Regions from separate parts of the Mus musculus genome. Here region 1 is linked to region 2. A link is a contact called in public Hi-C data. All regions are on one chromosome and are shown on one strand. The core of a region is the stretch at or near the end of the contact, and the rest is flanking DNA. Distances in the headings are between cores, read along the strand shown.

Region 1 (6,121 bases), core at 1,478-3,977, 80 kb after region 2:
ATTTAGATTTTATCACTGTTCTTATGCAACATGAATTTCCTAAGCCACAGTGTCCTCATCTGTACAAGGGAAGATGATGATAAAGTCTTTATTATTATTTCTTTTAAATTATAATTTGTTGTTTGTTGTTGTTGTTGTTGTGAGCAGACATTATTGCTGTGTCTGTAATCCCAGATCTTGGGAGGTATAGGCAAAAAGATCATAAATTCAAGGCCATCTTCAGCCACACAGTGAATTCCAGGCCAACCTGAGCTAAAAGAAGCCCTTCCCTCCCCGGCTTTTGATCTAAAGATTATATGAAGTGATGCAGAGAGTTCACATCACAGAGCCCTTTATTCTAATGAGCACCACAAATATTTTAAGGATAATAACAACAATTATAAAATGGCTGCTTTTTTTTTTTAAATTAGAGCTGACCCCTAATTTTCAGACCTGAGAATTTAGCCTTGCTTTATGCTTTTAACAATGTGAGAGTATCATTTGGGGGATTTTAAGTATCCATTAGAACATACATTGAGCTACCTGTTGTGTGAGCCTGCAGAATAACTATAATTTTGCGCATTGTTAGAGTAAGTCAACACATACATTGATAGGAAAATCGCCGTGTGAGTCTGATGTGCAGCTGTGGTTGAGAACAAGTTTAATAAAGGGCTGTGTGCATTCCAAATGTCTCAGTTGTAGCCAATGATGAAGAATCGTTGTTTCCTTGACTTTATGACTAAGTTGGGCTCCTAGGGATGGTAGTTTTCAAAGGATGGCTGGATCCTTGGCACTTGGGCGACAAGAACTGGATTAAAATCTGGATTTCTGTTGTGTGTCCCACCTGACTCGTCAGAACTCACGTGCATGAACCACCAGTGTCGGAGGCTAAGCAGGCCCAGCCGTACAGCATGTTTATAATACAGGAAGAATAACTTATACACTGGGGTATTCACATCAGCTGGGATAAGCCTTTCCCAGCTGTCAATCATGCCCAGGCCCTGGCTATCAAAACATTAGCAAGTCACCTGTCACAGAAACCAGACAGCTGCCCTGCAGCACCCTGATTCTGATTGTCCTGATATTTTAAGTTATTGTATGTTTGAATACATTCGGTCCTGTTAAGTCTGATAAGGGGTAGTGTTTAGGCAGACAGGCTACAGGCTGGATAGCATGAAAGCACCCAGTGAGTGTGCAGTTATCCATTTCCAAAAGGATGTCTGTGCATCCGCCTCCAAGTGGCTTCTCTCAGAACTGTGGCCTTTTCAGATCCAACCTGTGGAGTGCTGGCTCCACTACTGTGTTCATGAGACAACTGTGGACTGGCTGCACTAGACTTTTATAGTTTGCCCACTAACAGGTTATAATAACTAAAGGATCTTCACACGACAAAATACATCTTATACGAGCTAATATCGGCCACTATGAGCGGTGTTGTTATGAGGCCCAGCTATCTAGCCCTTAATGTAGAAAATTCCAAAAGGTACTATTGTCTTTTTTATAGTACTAACTTATCCATAAAGGGACCTGCCTTGGCGAGAACTTTCTGACAGCTAAGGCATTCTCTGTGTTCTTTGTGAGGAGAGACTGGCGGACACCACATCAGTAGCATTTCTTGTATATAAGTAAGACCTCCCTTGGAGCGAGCGTTCTGTGACACCTGAGGAGGCCTGTGGTAAATAATGTGATGAAACGCCTGCTGCTTCCTCCCTATGAGGAGTTCCGTGGCTTGTGGGGAAGACCTTGTGGACCTTTGGTCGGTGAAGTTCAGTGAGGATCAATAAGCTTCTTTCGGAAGCTTCCGGAAGGACTCGGAGTCTGGGCTTTGGTTTGGAGCAGGACTGGAAGAGAAAAGGGAAAAGAATGACCTTGGCTCGGAAGAAGAGAGCAAAGTCCCACGGAGGCAGTGTAAGCAAGTGTGAGCCTGGGGCGTTCAGGGTCAATAGGAGCCTTTCCCGCTTACCAGGGAGGGGTGATGATGGCAGTGGCAAATATATTGGTAGGCAGGGTGGTATACAATCACAATTTGTTTCCTGAATGAGGAAAGAGAATTTAGACGTGTGCTGTCTGTCATTGAAGCCACTTAAAGTCTAAGGGCTGGCAAGAAGGCAGCATAGAATAGCCAGGATAGGGTCAGAGTGAAGCTGCTGCGAAGGTGGAAAAACTTGTATTACCTGCTGCTTGCTGAGTGACCTGGGCCGTCCAGATAACTCTTCCTGTAGCCTCCTTACATGAAGAAAAGACGATAACTTATGGAGAGTGCATGTGATAATTACCACGAGTCCCCCGGCACAGGGCTAAATGCACAGAACGTGCGTCAGTGATGTTACCACTGTGGCTGTGAGACGTATCTCACCTTGACATAAGAGTTTGGGAATCTTGGACCCTGGAGGGGCAGGGAAAAGGCTGCTAAAGGAAAGAACCAGAAATGAAGTAGTCAGGGAACCTAGAGCGGGAAAGGGGGGTTGCAGCTGCAGAGTGGCGGGTCACTTGAAAAGAAAAGGGGAAAAAATGTATAATGTCATTAGGAAGATTAACTAAATGGAACTATTAAGTGTTAGTGGTTCAAAGTCTAAGAGTGATAACACCAGCAGGTTCTAGGTTTCGCCTAGAAGGGAAGGGTGAATTCTGGGGGAGTTTCATTTTGGACCCGGACACTTGGAACTGATGACCTACAAGCACCTACAGAGATACAGTTTGTTCAGACAACCCGGGCACAATCGATGTGTGTTCTAATCATACCTCTTTGAAGTGCACTGCCTTGTTTACAACACTCTAAAGTAGATGCAGACATGGTCTTATACTGGGCAGAGAGCAAGGCTAGGAGAGATCTTCAGAGGCTTAACCAGAAAGAGCAAGGTTACCCAGGGACACTTGGAACAGAACGCGACTAAAGGAATTAGCGATGAACACAGTCCTAGAATGAGTGCAGAGCCAATGGATTTTGGAAGACAGGAAGAGAACAAGGACGGAGCCAGAGATTTTTGGAAACAGTACTTCTTCCAACTAGATGTTTTGTTTGCTCTTTCAGAAGGGTTCTCTCTGTTAAGTGGGTCTGGTGTGGATGTTTTTAGTCTCTCTGACAATTTTTACAGTATGCTAAGAAATGCATGTGTTAAGATATAAATGGGTATGTGAGGCAGGGCTATTGGCTTAGGCTGTGAATTATCCACCATCTACTTCTGTGTTCTTTAAAAATGTATTTATTTATTTTGCTTGCATCCATGTATATGCAATGTATTATTTTGGGGGGCTACAAAGATCAGAAGAGGGCCCCCGGATCCATTGGAACTGGAATTATAGATGTCCGTGAGACATCCTGTAGGTGCAGGGAATGAGCCTGGCCTCTCTGTGGGTGCTCTAACTCCTAAGCCATCCCTCTGCTTCTCCCACTGTCTCTTGACATATGTGGGCTGCACCTGTGGTATCCCATCCCCTGTAGTGGTCATAGTAAAATAGTCCATGTACAAAAACTTAAGCTTTTGCAAACCAGTGTCCCTCTGGGTTGTAAGTTGGTTCTCTGTAGACATCCATTCAGTCCAAATCTTGAAGACTGCATGAGGCATAGTTAATGAATCCTAGCCCTGTACCTGTTCCCTGTGGGCGTTTGATGTTTCCAGTCAGTACCTGAGGAAAGTCTGCATGTGTATTGTGCAGGCTGCCTGCCCTCTCTTAGCCCAGCTCTTGGCAGTGGCCATGTAGAGTGGTCAAGATAACTGTGTGAAGGATTCTTACCCAGTTCCAGGTGGTCAGTCTTTCCTGCTTATGGTGTGTTTGGCCATAACTCCCAAGTTCAACCAAGAGGGAAACGGTATTTCCTATCCTGAGAAGTTCAGAGACGGGTTCTTTCTGAGGGGGATTTTGTACCCGAGTTCTGAGCTCAGTTCTCTGTAAGTTGTTGGCTGTCTTCTCATGGTCATAAACAGCTACTCCAGGCATTGCCTCATACAGACAGCATCCCAGAAAGGAGAATCCAGCCCAAACCTTCATAACAACAGCCAGCCACCTGTAAGGAACTTGAACTGTTCATGGCCAGTTTAGACTAAATTCCCTGCCCCAGCAGATCCTGAACAACAACAACAACAACAAATCCAAAAGCCCTGTTGTTACTGTTAGCTAGGGAGAAGGGACAAGGGAGGAATGACTGTTAGCTCAGGTAAGCAATAAGGCCTGACAGTATAATTATTAAATTATTACTACCACTTTCACTGCTAACTCCTACTTCTTATTCCTGCCCTTGGCAGGGCGTGGAATTTGGGGTGGATCAGTTCCTAGAAAACAGTGCTTCTTTGCTGGTTCAAACAGGTAACCATGGTGTGGGGTCTGCTGGGGCTAATTAACCTCTCCAGCTCTGCATCTCTGGATCCTGGTACTTACTCTGCAGCTCACCAGTGCCTCCCTGTGGTGAGTCCCTGCTAGCCGTGAAGGTTGGGCCTCCTCCAGTGCAGTGGCTGTAGCTTAGGCTTTGAACTTAAGAGCACTGTAGTGAGATGTGTCCAGGCAAAGCAGCCTTCAGGAAACCAGATACTCAGGAAGTAGTCTGCTCTTTTCCTACCAAACCAGCCTGGTCTATTGAGGAACCCATCCTTGGTTTCTCCCAGTGCCACTTTAGAGCTGTGTGTACCTGCCACCCAGCCTGCTCTGCTCTCATGCCCAGTCCCAGCCCAACCGTGGTCTTGGGCAACAGCTCAGCGGCAGACTGCAGAGGTAAGGGTACACTGTGCGTTTGAGTCACACATAGGTCAGCAGCGAAGTCTGGGTCACACAGTTATGGAGACATTTTGACCTCAGGTTGACAGACAATAGGAGTGAGATTGAGAGCAGAGGCCGAAGGCTGCTGTTTTAATTTGCTGCTGTCTAGTACTTGGTTCCTTTATATGTGGCCTTTCTTTTTCTTAATTTAAATGTATACACACATTTTCATCGGTTTACTGGTTCACATATGTGTGCAAGTACGTGTGCACACATGCATGTATGTATATGTCCAGGTGTACATGCATATGTGTGTATGTGTGAAGGCTGAGGACAGCTTCAGGTGGCATCTTCATGAGTGCTGACTCTTTTGAGACAGGGTCTCTGAATGGCCTTGGATTCACCAGGTAGGGCAGAATGATTGACTTCCTGCCTCTGGCCCACTCAGGGATTGCATGGGGCCTGCCACTCCCTGGCATTTTTACATGGGTTCTAAGGAATCAAACTCGGGGCTGTGTTTGCAGGTGAGTGCTTTAGTGACCTAGTCATCGCCTCAGCTCCCCACTAGGCCTTTCTGCATTGCCCTCCCTCCCTGGACCTCACAACAGAATCTGCTAAAATCCCAGTAAGGTGCACTAAACACTGGTTTTTGAATAGTTTGCATCAAACTTGAGAGGGCCTATCCACACTCCTGGTTGGATGGCCCTAGGAAAGATATAGGAGTTGTGGATAGAGATTGTAGGTTTTTGGGTTGCTTTTGCCAAGAGAAGAGTTCTAGACCACCTCAAAGCTGCAAAGCTCAGCTTCTGTTTCATTAGCCAGGACGAGGCCACAACCTCAGAGCAGTGGGGAAGGGGCTCTTTTCATGGTTGTTTTACATATCATACTATTAATTGCATGCTGTGGTCAAACATTTGATGATTTTTCAATGTCTGTTATAACTTTTACAGAGGGTAAAAAAATAATTAAGAAAATAATTAGGGTAGTTTCGCTGTTATTGAAGGAAGAGATCAAGCAGGAGAGACTTCTAAAGACTCCCAGGCAGGCTCTGGCATGGGTGTTAGTTGGTGATGGCGTGGGTGACAGTCTTGTCACTGTTGTCAGTCACAAGATGGAAGGCCACTCGCTGGTTTAGTAGATGAGCTTGAGACAATTTTCATTGCCTAGTGTAAGTTCAGAGTCATCCGCTGGGTCTTCGCTCTTACAGACAGAGTTCTGTTGATGGATAAGTTCGCTCCAATTGGCTGTCAGACTCCTAAATAAAGAACCATCTACTGGAGCCTTGTAAAGGGAGCCCATTGGATTTCAGCATCTGATCGGCAAGTTCAAAAAGAAACTGAATCCTGACGGTTCATTTTTATAGGACTCTCTAGGAAAGCTTTAAAAAAAAAAAAAAAAAACTTTGTTGATGTTCTGAATAAAGCTGATAGAAAACCGAATAAAACCCTAA
Region 2 (5,511 bases), core at 1,089-3,588:
AGGATACAGGTTCAGTTCCCAGCACCCGCGTGGCAGTGTACATCCATCTTTAACTCCTCCTCCAGGGCATCCAGCATCATTGTCTAACCTCTGATAGCATCCGGTACACACACAGAACATAAATGTAGGTGTATAAATGTAGGTAAAACCTTCACACACATAAAATAAAAATAATACATCCTTAAAAGAATGTTTCATTGTTTCATTGATGGAGATGTACTTCAACGGTAGTGTTTTTGACTAGTATACCTGTGGTTCAAGGTTCAGTTCTCAGGAGGGGGGAAGGGTGGACTTTATGTGTGAATCACTATGCATGTTGGAATTTGGTGATGCAGCAAATGTGGGCCAACATACAGCCTTGTTAGACATATACATCAGTATATATACATGGTAGCGTTGACCGAGTAATGACTACAAGACTGAAGCAGCGCTGCCGAGGCTGAGTGGGTAGTGATTTGTAAGAGGGATTAACACCTCAACAGAACATCAACAGATTCATTCTGACCCTTCAGGAACTCTAACATTCTCAACAAACAACAGGAGTTCTGTGGTTTCCCAGGATCAAATGCTTGTCGCCTTTGGAAGGGGCCATGGGAAGTCTTCACAACGCTTGTAGGACACCAACTGGAGGTCATGAATGGCATTCTAGAAATTTCCATAAAATGGTTTAGTTGTAACTTGATCAACTTATTCATAAAATGGGAAGCCCCAGGAATGCAGGTGATATTTCTGTCAAGCATCAAAGGGCGAGTATTGGGGGGAGTGGCATACACTTTGGGGTACCTTTCTTGCTTCATCCCTTGGGAATGCTTGACCTGGTGTGCTGTTTTTCTGTATTTCTCTCTGACCATGCCTCTTTTCATTGGCATCTCTTAGCTTGCCTATCCTGGGCAGAGACTGCTATGTTTTGTCCACTCTTGTGACATACCATTCTCCAATTCTCCAGGCAGACAATGCCCTGCTCACGTAGGTGTGTGTCACTTACCCATGCAGCTCTCCGAATGCTCTAACCTCTGAGCGCCCCTGTTTATTTTTCCACAGCTGCAGCTGCCCTCAGCTCTCTATCAGCACTTACCAATGTGTGTTTCTAACCCCTCCCAAAGGAGGCAAAACTATGTTTCCCATTTGACTTCTATAGTGCACCACAGATAACGGGGCCACGAGTGTAATAGGCATTCAGGATGTTTGCCAAATTAAATTGATGGTAATGCCTCGCCTTGGGAATTAACCCATTGTAATTGGATAGAGAGGTTCTATGTGATAACTTGATAATCTCTCTTTGACTGTTGCATGGAGTTGGGGGATCAGCAGCCTATAGGCTGTATAGTACTAGAAACATTGATCCTTGGCTCTTGTTTGATCATGACTGATCTGATATATATATTATATATTATTATATATTATAATAATATATATGTATTATATATAGTCCACCGAGTAGATAAAAAGTAATGCTAGGTTAATGTTTTGATTTGTATTCAGCTCTGGCTTTTAGAAGCAGTGGTGACTCATTGAATATTTAACTAACAAATGATGTGTCATGAAAGGAAAATTCAATTAAAGAAGAGAAGAGCAAACCTCGAATACTCTGAATCATGTTGTTTGGTGATCAAAGTGCAGTTGACCTCAACAGATTTGTTATTGCCCTGAACTTCACTGTGCTCCAATCCTCTACCACTAACCCTGATTTTATGCTCCATTTAACATGAACTCAGTTTGGACAAGGAAACAAAGTGTGCTTTAAGTAAAAAATCAGGGAGCTTTTTCTGTTTCTGCCTAAACTTCAAATGACTGTCTTTGTCTTAGGTGATTTAGCATGTCAGCTTCACTTGCTGTTTTACCATAGAGCTCAACTGTGCAGTGATGAAAAGCACTTGCTCAGGCCCTGTGGCCCACACTCGGGAAGTAGAGGCACGCTGATCTCCCTGGGTTCAAGGCCAACCTGTTCTATAGCAGGAGTTCCAGGCCAGCCAGGGCTATATATACAGTGAGAGTCCATCTTGGGGCTGGGGGAGGGGGGGGGGAAGAGGGTGGGAAGGAAGGAAAAGGGAGGGAAAGAGGGAGAAAGAGAGAAAAGGGAAGGAGGGAGGGAGAAGGAGAGAGGGAGGGAGAGAGAGAGAGAGAGAGAGAGAGAGAGAGAGAGAGAGAGAGAGAGAGATGAAGGAGATCGGGTTTGCTCATGAGTCACATGGCAGGAGTGTGGTTTGGCCCTCCAGTTTCACTCAAGCATGATTACCTCATTTGTGTTCTAAGCTCGAAAACTTCCCTTTCCTGCAGGTGCAGAATCTGTCTCTGGAGGACCTCAGAGCATGCCCTCTGGGGCCAGATTCATGAATCTGAATCCTGCTGCTTCCACCTTTTAGCCAGGCTTGGCAGATACAGTCTGTGCCTCGGGTGCCCTGAGGTACCATTAATTACAGCCAGAGGCCATTCTGAAGGTGAAGCAAGTTCATATTTGAAAGCATCTTGTGTTTGACACGTAATGAGTGCTAAACATGTTAGTGACACAACATGATAAACGCCTCTCCTGTATGTGTTTGCTGTCACAGTTCTCATAGGTCAACTAAACCTGTTTCAAAACTTTCAAATAAATAATCTGTTAGATTTGTTTAAGTCACACTAACTAAAAGGACTTTAGGCCAAGAGTGTGTGTATGACAGTTGATTTATAAGGCATTTAGGGGAATATTTTTATGTGAGCATCTCACATAACAAATACCTTCAGGTAACAGACAGAACCTTACATAAACAAAAATCGCAACTCCTGGATACAGGCTAGCAACTAGAGCAGCAGCAGCAGTGGAATGACAAAGGATCACGGGAGGCTGACTATTAGGGGCCCTCCAGAGGGAAACTCAAGGAACATGAAACACAGTTGCATTTAGTCAAAGGGTGCTCTTAGGAGAAACAATCCTTTCTGAAACTTTTTACTTATTCTTTGTAAATATTGTATCACACACCCCAAGCCCACTCATTTTATATTCACCCTTACAGCCCTCCCAAGAAATAAACCTCTGTAGAAGTTGCAGCATGTCACAGTGTGTCACAGTACATACACCCTTTTGTCCACACATCTTCACTTGCAAATGTTCATTGGCGTGAATCATGGTCTGGTTTGAGGCCTCTGGTTCTGTGCTACTGTTCGCACTGGATCCTCACCTGGACTCTGTTTCAACAACACATTCTTATCTTAAACACTGAGACAGTCTAGCAAGACAAAAGATCAGGGCTCCCTATGTAGACTTAGGTTAAAGAGATAAGCTGATTTTACAACCACTCTGGAAGTCAGTCTGGCAGTTCCTCAGAAAATTGGACATAGTACTACCAGAAGATCCAGCAATTCCTCTCTTGGCCATATACCCAGAAGATGTTCCAACTGGTAATAAGGACACATGCTCCACTATGTTCCTAGCAGCCTTATTTATAATGCCAGAAGCTGGAAAGAACCCAGATGTCCCTCAACAGAAGAATGGATACAGAAAATGTGGTACATTTATACAATAGAGTACTATTCAGCTATTAAAAACAATGGATTTATGAAATTCTTGGGCAAATGGGTGTATCTGGAGGATATCATCCTGAGTGAGGTAACCCAATCACAAAAGAAGTCACTTGATATGCACTCACTGATAAGTGGATATTAGCCCAGAAACTTAGAATACCCAAGATACAATTTGCAAAACACAAGAAAATCAAGAAGAAGGAAGACCAATGTGTGGATACTTCATTCCTCCTTAGAATAAGGAACAAAATACCCATGGAAGGAGTTACAGAGACAAAGTTTGGAGCTAAGATGAAAGGATGGACCATCCAGAGACTACCCAACCCATGGATCCATCCCATAATCAGCCACCAAATGCAGACACTATTGCACATGCCAGCAAGATTTTGCTGAAAGGACCCTGATATAGCTGTCTCGTGTGAGGCTATGCCAGTGCCTGGCAAATACAGAAGTGGATGCTCACAGTCATCTATTGGATGGAACACAGGGTCCCCAATGGAGGAGCTAGAGAAAGTACCCAAGGAACTGAAGGGCTCTGCAACCCTATAGGTGGAACAACAATATGAACTAACCAGTAACCCCCAGAGCTTGTGTCTCTAGTTGCATATGTAGCAGAAGATGGCCTAGTCAGCCATCGTTGGGAAGAGAGGCCCCTTGGTTTTACAAACTCTATATGCCCGAGTACAGGGGAACGCCAGGGCCAAGAAGTGGGAGTGAGTGGGTGGGGAGCAGGGTGGGGAGGGGGGAGGGTATAGGGGACTTTCGGGATAGCATTTGAAATATAAATGAAGAAAATATTTAATAAAAAATTGAAAAACTAAGAGATAAGCTGGTTAATGTTACTAGGAAATGGTCAAGCAGGCCTATGTTTATGGTCATGTTTGATGATCTAGTCTGGGGATCATACCTAAACAGATTTTTTTTTTTAATACATCCCAAGGTGAGTTAAATGGCAGAAGTCTCATTGTCGGTCCTCTTTGAGATGTAGTGTTTACCCTGACAGTATCTGCTGCAGGCAGCAAGAATTCCCTGTTTGTAATGAAACCCATTCTCGACACATTACTGCGTGCCTTCTTTCTGGGGGTACCCAGAGGAAGAAGGGCCCTTCCATCTTCTAAAGGTGAAAGAAACCTCATTCCATTCCAGAGTTCAACCTGTCTGGTTGGTTGGACATGTTGCATGAACCATGAAGGGTACAGACTGAAACTGGCTTCGAGTTAGTTGTGAGGGAAAGAGGGCTGGCTCATTGACCTGCACAAAGCCCTGGTGCTCACTGGTCCCTTGGATCAGGACGTCTGGCAAGGGAAGGCAAACTGCAGATAGCAAGTGCCTCCAGAGCCAAGTGTTCTGCCCCCTGCAGCTGCGAGGAGCAGAGCTTAGCAAGTGTCTGACAGAGAGCAAGGGGAGGGGCAGGAGGCGGTCCTTGGGTATGTGCAGATTCACCTTGATGAGCTGTGGCTGTCATAGTGTCACATGCAGAAGATGAGGGAGGCTCCCAGAGGAAAAGAGTTTCCTTAACCCGTGGACTATATCTGGCAGTGTTCCTTTCTCCAGTACCTTCAGACCCCGTTGAACAGTATTCTTGGAGAGGGACCTTCAGGGAAGTAAGGCTTTCCTTAAGAGAGTGAGAACTTTGGTTGGTGGTTTAGTCCTTGGGAGTTCTGGAGGGTCTGGTTGGTTGGTGGTGTTGTTCTTCCTATGGGTTGCAAACCCCTTCAGCTCCTTCAGTGCTTTCTCTAACTCCTCCATTGGGGCCACCATGCTCAGTCCGATGGTTGGCCGCATGCATCTGCATCGACATTGGTCAGGCTCTGGCAGAGCCTCTCAGGAGCTTTATATCAGGCTCGAGTCAGCCAGCACTTCTTGGCATCGGCGATGGAGTCTGGGTTTGGTGGCTCTACACATGGAGGGACCCATGGCTCCAGCAGCATATGTGACAGAGGATAGATGACCTTATCTGGCATCTGGAGGGGAGGCCCTTGGTCCTGTGATTTCCCAGTGTAAGGGAAT

Evidence for each region. Hi-C and Micro-C count contacts between places; a contact is called where the count stands out from the background.
Region 1: a Hi-C map of liver shows a contact between it and region 2, with 3 times the contacts expected there. The contact joins two enhancer-like sites. A contact is called at or near these places in 1 of 39 promoter capture datasets (liver), 3 of 15 datasets of contacts at CTCF or cohesin (CD8 T cells, large pre-B cells and pro-B cells), 9 of 484 Hi-C or Micro-C datasets (the AML12 cell line, B cells, erythroid progenitors and 4 more) and 4 of 115 datasets of contacts at active chromatin or transcription factors (bone marrow-derived dendritic cells, kidney, microglia and 1 more).

The regions. Positions count from the first base shown.
Region 1 is chr10:20,069,049-20,075,169 of GRCm38.p6, forward strand. The region is part of intron 11 of Map3k5 (mitogen-activated protein kinase kinase kinase 5); the gene reads left to right. Among named protein-coding and RNA genes, the nearest start is that of Map7, 99 kb to the right of the region's middle. Within about 2 kb of position 2,728, at least 15 of the 459 cell types and tissues checked have an H3K27ac peak or open chromatin away from gene starts, as enhancers often do. A contact at or near this core is called in liver, where this site is marked.
Region 2 is chr10:19,989,778-19,995,288 of GRCm38.p6, forward strand. All of the region lies in intron 1 of Map3k5 (mitogen-activated protein kinase kinase kinase 5), which reads left to right. Among named protein-coding and RNA genes, the nearest start is that of Map3k5, 58 kb to the left of the region's middle. Within about 2 kb of position 2,339, at least 112 of the 459 cell types and tissues checked have an H3K27ac peak or open chromatin away from gene starts, as enhancers often do. A contact at or near this core is called in liver, where this site is marked.